Regions from separate parts of the Hordeum vulgare genome. Here region 1 is linked to region 2. Evidence: chromatin contacts called from public Hi-C data. All regions are on one chromosome and are shown on one strand. The core of a region is the stretch at or near the end of the contact, and the rest is flanking DNA. Distances in the headings are between cores, read along the strand shown. Region 1 holds the start of LOC123412225 (beta-1,2-xylosyltransferase XYXT1-like). Region 2 holds the start of LOC123412098 (beta-1,2-xylosyltransferease XAX1-like).

What was found. A called contact is a pair of places that touch in the nucleus more often than the background predicts.
Region 1: a Hi-C map of seedling shows a contact between it and region 2, with 6 times the contacts expected there. The contact joins the promoter of LOC123412225 here to the promoter of LOC123412098 in region 2. A contact is called at or near these places in 3 of 6 Hi-C or Micro-C datasets (leaf and seedling).

The regions. Positions count from the first base shown.
Region 1 is chr7H:158,646,318-158,652,802 of MorexV3_pseudomolecules_assembly, forward strand. It overlaps LOC123412225 (beta-1,2-xylosyltransferase XYXT1-like), which reads right to left and starts at 1,906. Exons shown (of 6, transcript XM_045105166.1): 1 at 1,881-1,906; 2 at 1,460-1,815; 3 at 225-326. The coding sequence starts at 1,891.
Region 2 is chr7H:158,139,535-158,145,556 of MorexV3_pseudomolecules_assembly, forward strand. It overlaps LOC123412098 (beta-1,2-xylosyltransferease XAX1-like), which reads left to right and starts at 3,870. Exons shown (of 3, transcript XM_045105046.1): 1 at 3,870-4,435; 2 at 4,553-4,789; 3 at 4,996-6,022. The coding sequence starts at 4,240.

The sequences.
Region 1 (6,485 bases), core at 656-3,155, 500 kb after region 2:
CACCCTGACGTATCTACGTACATGTGCGCGCCGTGGGCCAAGCGCAGTTCGGTTTCGCCATTTGTCAGGACCCGATGCTCAGCACAGTTTGTTTACCCCAAAAAACAAACTCCAGAGCACACTAACAACGACTTCACAACATTTGATTATAGTTAACAGGGTAGCGATGATTGCGCTAAATCAGAATGTAAAGATACGTCACCGGACGCGTAGTCGTAATATACCTTGGGTGGAAATATTATTTGGCGCCGACGACGTTGGTGTCGACGCTGGAGGAGGAGGGGAAGTCCTGGCATTCTGTTCGGCCGGCGTGGACCGCAGGGCGACTGCAAGAACGTAGATATACAGGCAAAATTAGCTGGTTGTGTTGTATGGTAAGCGTGACAACCTGGAGATATCAAGCACATGCTTTGACATTCCACATGCATACTACTCCCTCCGTTTTTGAATATAAAGCTTTTTAAAGGTTTCACAAGGGATTACATACCAATGCATATATATAAAGTTATAAAAATATTTTGAAATATAGATTTACGTAGTCTTCTAATGAAATGTCTAAAAAAACTTATATTTAAAAATGGAGGAAGTAGAATAGCTAGTACACCCTCCGTTCACAAATATAAGAATTTTTTCTCCCTAAATTGAATTAGATATATAGAGGCGTTTTAGTGTGTTTCTTCACTCATTTCAGTCCGTATATAGTTTATATTAAAATATTCAAAACAACGTATATTTATGAACGGAGGAAGTATGGTCAAAATTTGCAAATAATGTAAATATATATGCGTTACATATTTTGATATGTGTGTGGTCCCGTTACGAGTCTGCCAGAAATACTATTGAGTGATTCTTCTAGTATAATTTAGTGTAGTTGGTGAGTATGGATTTGGAGCGGATTGCAGGGGAGGTGACAATTAATTGTCGAGGAAATGTGGCTTGGCTATATCTATATGTAGTGGTAGAACAATTAATGCAGCACAATAATTTGGATGGAAACTATGGTTGCATACGTATCGTTTGAATACTTCCGAGGAAGAAGCGTCATTCTCCTGAAAAAGAAAGGTGACTGGTTTTCCACTGTTTTCTTAATTTTGTAGAGCAGAACAAGTCATGAAGGAGAATTCCATACGTCACCGAGTCTCCCATTGGGGTCAAGGGAAGCAAAAAGAGGAGGATATAGCCGGGTTTGGCCATCAAGTTGTGAACAGAAATCTGATGCAATATTCTTCAACTATAGTGGAGTACATAAAGTATACGCAAAAAAAAAAAAAAAAAGTGGAGTACGTAAAGGAAGCAGTAAAAAGTGTACGCTCTAGTATGACCAGGGTGTCTATGCAAAAAAAAAAGTATGACCAGGGTGAAGAGAAACGTCGAGGACGTTACCCCGGTAAATAAGCATGGAGAACCGCATGCAGGTAACTTGTATAGGAGTAGAACGAAGGTTGCTACTGCTACTAACCGATGGTGTTGGTCGTCCCGAACTGGCCGGACGCCGTGGTGTAGAGCACGAGGATGACGAAGAAGCCGAAGAGGAAGCCGACGACGGCGCGGTGGTGCTGGGACAGCGTCCTCGCCACGCCCTTCACCGACGGCGCCCCGGCCGTCGACGACGACGACGAAGGGTCGGCGGTCATGCTGCCGTCGAAGCGCTCGCGACGATCGTTTCCCTCCCTCCCTCCCGCTCTGCCTTCTTTCGTCTGTGTGCAAGAGGCTCGCCTTACGCGACGGGTAATGTCTGCGCCGCGGACGTATTTATGCAGGAAGCCAGGCAGAGGGTGGCGATTTCCATGTGGTTCTAACTGGCTTGAGTAGCACCTAAAAAAAAACTAGTCTGATTATTCCACGGAACGTGCCGCTGGCGGCGAGAGGGGGCATCAAACCTGACTATCATGCGTTGCTGCCTTGCTGGCTAGCTAGCTAGCTCTCCCATTCTGCACGTCACGTCTCCCAGCGGGCGGTGGACCTCGACACTGCAGCAGCCTATCAACGGCCCCGGTTTGCAGTTCATTGGCCCTTGTTTGTTACTGACTCGTAGTATGATACTCCGCTTCTGTTTCCGGGGTAACAGCAGTGCCCGCGGACAGGTCATGTTCAAGAACTGTTGGTATGACAGCAGACGGGTTTGCTAAGCATAAGGTCGACCGGTTTTTGTTTGTATCCCAGTCGGCCTCGTTGACTGTCCGCTGCGCTTGGTTCGTGTGGAGTAATGCTTCGTCTGCAGAGAGTTCCTCTCACGGATTGGGTTTACGGAATGTGGTGTCTGGGTCATGGTGAACAAACTTGCTAATTCTATACGGTTAGAGCGAACTCTTTCCTTCAGACTTCTTCAACGAGCTTGTGGATTCGCCTCCCTTCTACCTGTCCCTCCGACGGTCGACGATGGAGAAGGAACAAATCCCGATGCGATGCTCAGGCGGATGGCGACGCTTCATCTCTGAGTTATTTTTCCTGGGCTACAATCCTTCTCGAGTTACGTATGTTTGAGTTTCTAGGTAGATTTCTGTCGTTTTTTTAATTTCAGTGATGAGTTATGGTTTTTCATTGTGTGGCGAGATTTGATGTAAGCTTCATATCTATGCAAGGGTCATGACGACGACTGCAGCTTAAGGGCGCTACTCCTTAGGGACACGTGCATGGAGACTTTTCAGATGTCATCGACCGGGTCAAGCTGGCTCATGTAAGGAAGCGGGAACAACGAAACCTCGGTTGTTTGTTACGGCGATAGTAGTGATTGTTTGATGGTCTCAAAATCTCGATATAATTTTTAATATGTTTGAGATGCTTTATACTTTCGATGAATTTTTATAATAGATTTTGTTTAGAAAATAGAAAGAGAGACAGTAAAAATTAGGCAACATTTTTTCTCAACCGCTTCTCCTCGGCCACAAGGACTCCCTTAATGAGTTGGCCCACCACGTAGGAGCCCTCGCTTTTTTTTTCTTATTGCCTTTGTCTATTTTTGTTATTTTACTTTTATTTACATTTGTGGAATGAAAACATTATATTAACAAATAAGAAATGTTTCATGGCCTGTTAAAAACATATTTCTATGGCTTATAAATATAAATATATATATCATTCAAAAACATGTTTGAAATGTTCACGCATTTCAAAAAATGCCATGCATTTTTAGTAAGTGTTTGTGCAATGTGAAAACATATTCATGTATTTAAAAATGTTTACAAATTCCAAAACATGTTCATCCCATTTATAAAAATTATACTTCACCAGCGCTCGTTACTTTTCATAAAAACTGGAAAAAGTTCATTGATTTGATGAAAGTTCACGGATTTTTAAAATAGTTCACGAATTTAAAAATAGAAAAAAAGAACAACAAAAGGAAAAATATAAAAAGGAATGAAAAGGAAAGGAAAAAGGAAAGAAAATGGAAATAAGTAGGAAAACAAATAGAAAAATTTAAAAGGAAAAATAAAATAAATGAAAATTAAAAGAAAGAAAATAAATAAAATGGAAATGGAAATGGATGTAAAATAAAAAGCTACAAACGGAGAAAGTTCCCATGTAATGTGTGCTATATCAGGTGTTATATAAGTTAACCGAGAACACCAGAGGTTTCTGGTTTGAATCCCATCGCACACAATTTCATTTTCGCGATTCAGAAATAAAAATAATAATATTTGGCAAAATGGTTTACAGTGGGCACTGAAACACCAAATAGAGGGAATACCCTATTCATCACATTATGCGGCGAGATATCTAGGCGCCGCACACACCCGATTCTATTCGGCCGGTCCAGCTCGCTTAGTCACCGATTTTGAAGGTTCCCTGAACTGGTTTGTTTTGGTTATTTTACCCTTTTTTCGTTTTTCTGTTTCTTTTTCTTCTTTTTCTTATTTTCTTATTGTGTTTTGTTATTTTTCCTTTTTTCAAGTTTATTTTATATTTTTAAAAATAAGTTCAAGTTTGAATTTTTTTTCCTTGCTTTTAGAAAATGATCTACATTTCAAATGATTTCCATTTAAAAAAATATTCATGACTTCAAAAAATGTTCGGGATTTTGAAAACTTGTTCAATTACTTTCAAACAATGTACAACATATTCAAAAAATGTTATTGTTTTTTTTTCGTTTTTAACACTGTCTTTCAAATAATATTTTCTATTTCCCTTTTCCTATTCCTTTTGTTTAACATTTTCTAATTTTTGTTTTGAATTTCAAAAAATATTCTCGTGTTATGAGATTTTTTAAAATATAGATTTCAATGCTCGTGCTTTAAAAAATAATTAGGAATTTCAAAAAATATTCTTGCTTTTATAATGAGTTCATATTTTAAAAAATGTTAGTGTTTCAAAAATGGTTCTCTCATTCAAAAAATGTACAATTTTTCTAAATTATCCATATTTTGAAAGAAATTCATGTATTTAAGAACATGTTTTTCGTTTTTCAGCAAAAAAATCATGATTTAATAAAAATATTTGTGTTTCAATTTTTTTATCTTTTTGAAAAAATAACCACGATTTTCACAAAATGTTTGTGTTTAAAAAGTTAGTCTCACTCTCTAAATTTGTTCAAAATTTTCATAAAAATGTTTGTGTTTCAAAAAGTGTCCAGGAATTATATTAAAAAATCTCTTTTATAAAATATGTCCGAAATTTAAAATCAAGAAGACATTTTATGATAGTCCCCGAAGAATTGGAAAACACGGACATTTTTCTTACATACCGACCATTTTTTGAAAGTCCTGAACATTTTTCTATTTTATGAATCCTTGATGAAATGTCAACAAGTTTTTTAAATATGCCAACATTTTTTAAATTTGTGAATAAAAAAATAATAGCAACATTTTTTGAGCTACTAAATATTTTTTCGAAATTTTGACAAAAAATGAAATTTTGAAGAACAAGAAAGATATGGAAAATGAAATCAAAATACTTAAAAAACGAAATAAATAGCAGAAAACGAAAATGCTAGCCGGCCCTGATCGCTGCATCTGTGTGCGTTGAGCAGCTACTTGCATAATGCGGCGCATAGGAGCTCCGTAGATAGAGATCCCGCAAATATTTCCTATGTGGCCCACACGCGCCAGGGAGTGGACGCGGGAAAATATTATTCGGCGCTGGTTAATGTGCATTCAGAAATGGACGCCCATCTAAGTTTTAGTGGGAGGGAGGTTTTTCCAGTTTCGTGAAGCTTCTGGAAACATTTTGTTTTTTTAGGTTTTTTCAGGACTGGATTTTCATGTTTTTTGTTTTTCTTTTTTTGTTTCATTTTTTTTACTCTTTTTTCAAATCTGGTAACCCTTTAAATTTTTCTGGAGCTTTTTTTCAAATTTGTTGAACATATTTTGAAAACACATACACATTTTTGCAAATTCAATGAACGCTTTTCAAAATCACTGAACTTTGTATCAAATCCAATGAACTGTTTTCACAATTGATAAACTTTGTTCAGATTTGTGCAGTTTTTTTGTAAATTGATGAACCCTTTTTTTAGATTTTTTGGTCAATCTATGAAATTTTTTATTTACACAACATATCCAAAATTGTAAAAACCGGAGCCGGTCTTTTTCCAAAACCAATAGCGCAGCACAGTTGAAAAAAAAATCTGCTATGCGCGCGATAGCAAACCGTGAGGCCTCGCTTGGAATAGGGGTAAATTTATACACCTGTATTACTTTTACAAGTGTATATCGCGAGCCATGTGTGATTTCCAACTGGAAATGAAAACAACCTATTGAGGTATGTATCTTTTATAGGTGTAAAACTGTGGAAAACGGCAATCCAATTAAACCCTGAGCGATTTTGTTTATAGGCCGCGGCCTATTGCTGGGCATTGTAGGTGCCACTAATAGGAGCTCCCACCGATGCGCGCTTACCTCCATGCAACCCACACGGCCTTCTGGGCCGGCACATGTGGGGGCGCGATGTGTTTTCTGTTTTATTTTTAAAATTTTGTAGAAACAATTGACTCGAAAATACATTAACGGATTCATAAAAATGTTCACTGAATTCAGAAAGTGTTCCCGAATTCATAAATTTTCATGATTTCAAAAAGAATAGATATATTTTGAATTTTGGTGAACATATTTTTATTTTGATGAAAATATTTATTCACCTTTTTTTGTACTGATGACTACTTTTTGTGTATTTGATGGACTACCTTCAAATTTGATGAACACAATTTATATTCAAGAAATATATATTTTTAAATGGATGAACAAATTTGTATTTGATGAACATTTTTAGAATCAATTATTTTTAATTTTATGAACCATTTTGGAATTTGATGAACATTTCCTAAATGGAATGAACATAATTTAAATTTGATGAACATTTTTGAATTTATGATTTTTTACAGTGATGAAAATATTTTGAATTCAATTAATAAAATTGTCCTAAAAAATTAAAGTAAAGAACAAAAAATAGCAAAAGGGAAACTTAAAATTAAATATAAAGAAAAAGTAAAAGTAAAAATAAAAACAGAAAAGAGAAAAGAGTTAAAGAACGAAAACACGAAAGCAAAGTAA
Region 2 (6,022 bases), core at 2,620-5,119:
TCCGCAACACACGCTTTGCTATGCGAGCGAGGCCGAGAATGAGATCCAAAAGATCAGCGGGTTGAATCTTTTAAGAGCCTGCAAATATTTACTTTAAAATAGCATTTTTGAGGCATTGATTTATTTTTTGCCGCGACTTTCACGAAAGTGTTTCCAGAATGAAATTTTATAAGCATTTAGAAATTTTGTCAGTGTTTCACACACATTGTTTTATGGTTTTACTATTCATGCACGCTCATTTGAGCTCGAGTTCAGATTAGCTGTGTCCGTCCTACTGCAATACTTTGTATTCTTGACATCTCTATATTAATTTTAAAAACTCAACTTTTGGACTTGTATCAATAGAATCCTATTTGAAATAAGGCTGTTATGAAATGCCCTGTACTAAAACCGTGCAAATAGGCAGCAAGTTCGAATTCCCCTTTGATATGTTTGATCAAAATGAAACAAGGGTTCTAAGGTTTGGATCAAACCCTTTGCACGATAAATAGGCACCGAGTTAGGGTCAATTCTTTTGGTAGCTTTTTTGGGTTACTAGAATAAGTTGCGCCTTACCTAGCTTATTCTAGAAGTCTAACTAAAAATATTTTTCTAGAATCCTAGCAATCAAGACTTAATTAATAGGCTTCTAAAAAAATATTTGATTGGGCTTTTAGAATAAGCTGGATACGGGACATCTTATTTCAGCTTATTCTATAAGCTATGAAAAGAATTGGCCCTACTACTACAAAATGAAGCAAGGATTCTAAGGTTTGGATTAAACCCTTTGACTTGTGACACCCGCTATTACAGATGTGTGTCTATGGAGCTAACACATCGATTCTAGTGTTTTTAAAGATGTAGTGGAGCTATTGATAGCTAAGAACTACTACTACGAGGCAGATCCAGCACATGTGTGGAAATTAACAGATGGCAGATCTTGCACATGTGTCCTCACTTGCGTTAAGACTTAAGATGCACCATCGCTGGCCCGGAAGGCAGGACGTCCCCGTCAATGGGAACGTTCGCTCTTACTTGATTTCGTCGGATGAGTATGAACGCTAAAAAACAAATGAAGTTTGTGCTCAAATCGATTTTAGTATTTTGATTAAAAAATATTCAAATAATAAGCAATACACGTGTGACACGGAATAATATGGTCCAAACGTTTAGAGCATGGTTAATAGTATAGCCAACTGCTGACTATAAACAGTCTTATAGCCCATCTTATAGCTAGCTTGTACAATAGTTAACTATAAAAGAGTACTACTTTTATCATATATGGTCCACTTTTCATTCTCATAAAGCACCTAGGAGCACGTGCTAGAGCTAGCTTTTCACGAAGAGCCCGCTTCCCTTCTCTCTCCTCTTCTCTCTCATCCAACTCAGCAAAAATATAGTATTTTAATCCTTACAGCCTGCTGACTATACCTTATTGTACTTGCTCTTATATCATCATTCATCTTACCACATCAAACAGATGACAACAACAGATTTTTTGTTTTGTTTTTCTAAACTTAAAATTGTTTTATCTTTTAAATAAAAAATCTGATTAAACATCCATTTTCATCCCTAAATTGGCCTTGACGAGATCTTCAAACTAGATCACATATTGATATATTTCAACGACTATTTTTGCGGCCAAATTTCACCATGATGTTTACACTGTAAGTGTCATAGAGTTTACGCGAACCAATCTGTGGTTGAATGGTTAGAGGGATAGTGGTATTCTCAGTCCATCAGGGTTCAAGTCCTGGTGCTCGCATTATTTTTGAATTTATTTTAGAACTTTGTAAATCTCAAAATGATATGCCGGCTCAGTCTCTCTCGGAGATGCTCATAAGGGTATGGTTTTCATGTGTGCGCTCATATGGCTGAGTGTATGCGCGTATATATGAGCGATTGCGTGTGTAGTGTGTTCAAAAAAGTTGTCATAGAGTTTACATTAAAATTGTCATGATATGTTTCATCTATTTTTTTTCTAGATATAAAGTTGTTGTTGTTTTTTCAACTGCTTTTTGTTGCAAAATTTATTAATTGACCATGACTATTTTTTAGTAATTAACCACGGCAAATAATTCATGAATCATGGCGATGTTTAGTAATTCATCATGACAAATTTAGTTTATAGATCATGAGAAATTTAGTTTATGGATCATGCCAATTTTAGTATTTTGGACCATGACAATCCTAATTTTTTTATGAAGGAAACCATTTTTTGTATGAACCTTAGCAAATTTTAGTGCATGTATCATCATAAATTTAAGTAATTCATCATGTCAATTTTAGTTTATGGTTCATGACAAACTTGAGTCATTAACCATGCATTTTAAAGTAATTAATGATGGGTTTCTTTTTAATTACATGTCAAAATTATTTCATGAATCATGACAAATTTTTGTAATTCAGTGTGACAAGTTTAGTTTTTTAATTCTCCATTTTATAGCATGTCAAATACTTTAAACATAGAAAAAATTAGCTGAAGCATATCATGGCAACCATACTGTAAACACCAGGCAATTTATATGCAATACACATGACAATTGTTAACCCAACAAAAAGTCAACGAAACATATTGATATGAGACCTAGTTTCAAATATTTCGTAGCTACGGATTTAATGTTAAAAATGGATTTTCAATTAGATTTTTCTTTGGTGAGGTACAACTTTTTAAAAATAAAAAATCCGAAAGATTTAAGTTGACATCATCAGTTCCGTCATTTATGCATGCATGCGATGATGTGGTGCAATATGTGATCATTGGGCGTGTAATTGGATGTTGCTCCCAATGCACGTATGGTGGTTATCGATGTCCTAAAAATAATGTTCAAGTTAAAAAGTACTTACACGTAAAGAAAATTGAAATGTTTTTTCCTGATGATTTCAATATTTCATTATTAGACCGCTGAAAAAAAACTTACTAAACACACATGATTAACTGCATTAGTTATTGATTGCATGGCTAGTTAATTGTATGAATGGCCTAGCTTTCAAATTGATTTCAATATGAATCTTTTTCTATTTAAACAAACCTAATTAACTGCACGCATGGTTAATTATATACTTTTGAATTCTAAATTAATTTGATGCTTGATATTTAATTATTATTTTTATTAATGACTGTAATGGTCAAATCAAAGGATGCATCGACTCCCTCTTAATAGTAAACATTTGCCCAGAAGACTTCTAATCTCGCGAATAAATTATGTAAAGTCTAAGGGAGTCCGACTGGTCCATTCGGCCCATCGTTAGTCGGACCACACCTCTCCACAACTCACGTCTCTCAATTCGTCCGGCATTAGTCGAGACGCAGTGTTGTGTTCAGTTAGGGCAAACTCTTCTACTCAGTAGTTTTTGTTTGGTTGTTGGTGGCTGTATTTGCACATGCCCAGCTGCTGAGTTCGCGTTACGTTTATTGTCGCAGCGAGCGATAGTGTTTTTGTACTTACAATTTTGCATTCCATAAAGTTATGGTATGCGTAGGCGTACTTTCATAAGAAGAAGAAAAAAAGTATGGCAGATGTCGTCGGACACGCCCGAACATGTTGAGAGACATTTGAGGGTGTTGGTTTCGCAGATAACGTGAGAGATGCCGTAAACACTGCCTATCCGACGGAATCCACGCCTTCCCTCCCACGAGCGACCAAGCGTCCCTGTGCAACGGGGGAGTATGGAATGGAAGCAATCAACCAATGGAGAATGGATGGATACCTTCCCACGTCCAACGGACTGGTTCCACGATTCCACAAGTCCCTGTCCCGGCCGAACCACCATTCATCATCAAGGAAAAAAATAATGAAACCAGAACATGACAACTCAATAATCAAGAACGCCCCCCTGCTGCCCACGACGGGATTAGGTGCCAAGTCCAAATTATTCTTCACACAACTTGCGGACGAGTCAAAGCAAGGAATCGGTGAGGAAGCAAGCAAGCCGCCTCCCCCGCCGCGCCAAACTAGTCTAGTAGTAGTAACCCCAACGAACAAAACGAATTATGCCACTGCTTGCAGGAAGAGTCGGTCCAATCATCCGCTACATGTTACCATCACCCCGGCCCGTATGCAGCGCTGCCGATCCAATAGGCTTTTTTAGAAGCGAAAAGAAAGTCGCGGTTCGGTGGCGATCGATCGGCCGGCCGATATATCGGGGGGCGCCTGGCCTCGTGGTGTGATTGTTTTGTTTCTTCTCTTGCGCTGTCCGGCCGGGGGAATCGGTCGTGGGTCGTGGCCGTGTCTTGTGTCTGGGGGTGGGTGATCTTCCATGGCGTCCACGGCGTACGCGCGCGGGTCAAAGCCGCCGGCCGGCCCCGGCGAGCGGAGGCAGCCGCGGCTGGCCAAGGAGCTGAGCAGGATCGAGCCTAAGAAGCTCGGGATTGGGCTCGTCGCCGGCTGCTGCCTCGCCCTCCTCACCTACATCTCCTTCGCCCGCCTCTTCGCCATCTACTCCCCGGTCTTCGGTGAGCGCCTCCGATCCACTTCTTCATCTTCGCGCAAGAATCGTTTCTTAGTAGATGTTTGTTTGGGTTTCCAAGCTTGCTGATTGATTTGAAAACAAAAAATTGTCGCTGCTGCAGAGAGCACGTCCATGGTGATGAAGAACGCCCCGCCCGCGTCCACGGCGGTGCCCAGCACGGAGCAGGCCGTGCCGGTGCAGAAGAAGGTCGAAGTCGAGGAGCAGAAAGATCTGGGTGGAGGCGACGCGGAGCCGAAGGAGCCCGGCTTTCCACAAGAAACAAAGATCGATGAAAAGGCGGAGACCCCAGCGGAGACAGAAAGCACCGAAAAAGAGGAGACCGCGGTAACCAAACCAGGTGAGTTCTTTTCCATTTCTTTCCCTGTCTCTACCTGAATCCGGCTGGGATCTTAAATCAAATGGAAACAGAGATCTTGCCTTTAATAGATGATGATTCCCCAAAGAGCTTAGCTTTAATCCCCTCGATACAGTACTAATCTAGTTCATTTACGAATAGTACTTGGTATACTTTTAGTCTGAACTTATGATCCGTATTTTGGTCAGACGGTGGCGATAAAACAGAAGAGGCCAAGGCCAAGATGACCTGCGACGAGAACGCCGTCGACGAGGGCTTCCCCTACGCGCGCCCGTCCGTCTGCGAGCTCACGGGCGACGTCCGGGTCAGCCCAAAGGAGAAGACCATGTTCTTCATCAACCCGGCCGGCGCCGGCCCGTTCGACGACAACGGGGAGAAGAAGATCCGGCCGTACGCCCGCAAGGACACCTTCCTGCTCCCGGGCGTCGTGGAGGTCACCATCAAGTCCGTGGCGTCGCCGGTCTCGGCGCCCGCGTGCGCCCGGCGCCACGACGTCCCCGCGGTGGTCTTCTCCACGGCCGGCTACACCGACAACTTCTTCCACGACAACACGGACGTGATGATCCCGCTCTTCCTCTCCACGGCGCACTTCGCCGGCGAGGTGCAGCTCCTCATCACCAACTTCAAGCCGTGGTGGGTCAAGAAATTCGCGCCGCTGCTCAAGAAGCTGTCCAACTATGAGGTGATCAACTTCGACAAGGAGGAGGAGGTGCACTGCTTCCCCGGCGGGCAGCTCGGGCTATACCGCGACCGCGACCTCATCATCGCCCCGCACGCGACCCGCAACCCGCACAACTACACCATGGTGGACTACAACCGGTTCCTCCGCCGCGCGTTCGGCCTGCCGCGGGACGTCCCCGCGGTGCTCGGCGAGAAGACGACCGTCAGGCCCAAGATGCTCATGATCGAGCGCAAGGGCACGCGCAAGCTGCTCAACCTGCCCGCCGTCCGTGCCCTCTGCGAGCAGCTCGGCTTCGAGGTGACCGTGGCGGAGGCCGGCGCGGACGTGCGTGCGTTCGCCGAGACCGTCAACGCCGCCGACGTGCTCCTGGCCGTGCACGGCGCCGGGCTGACCAACCAGATCTTCCTGCCCACGGGCGCCGTGCTGGTGCAGATCGTGCCGTGGGGCAAGATGGACTGGATGGCCACCAACTTCTACGGGCAGCCGGCGCGCGACATGCAGCTCCGGTACGTCGAGTACTACGTGTCCGAGGA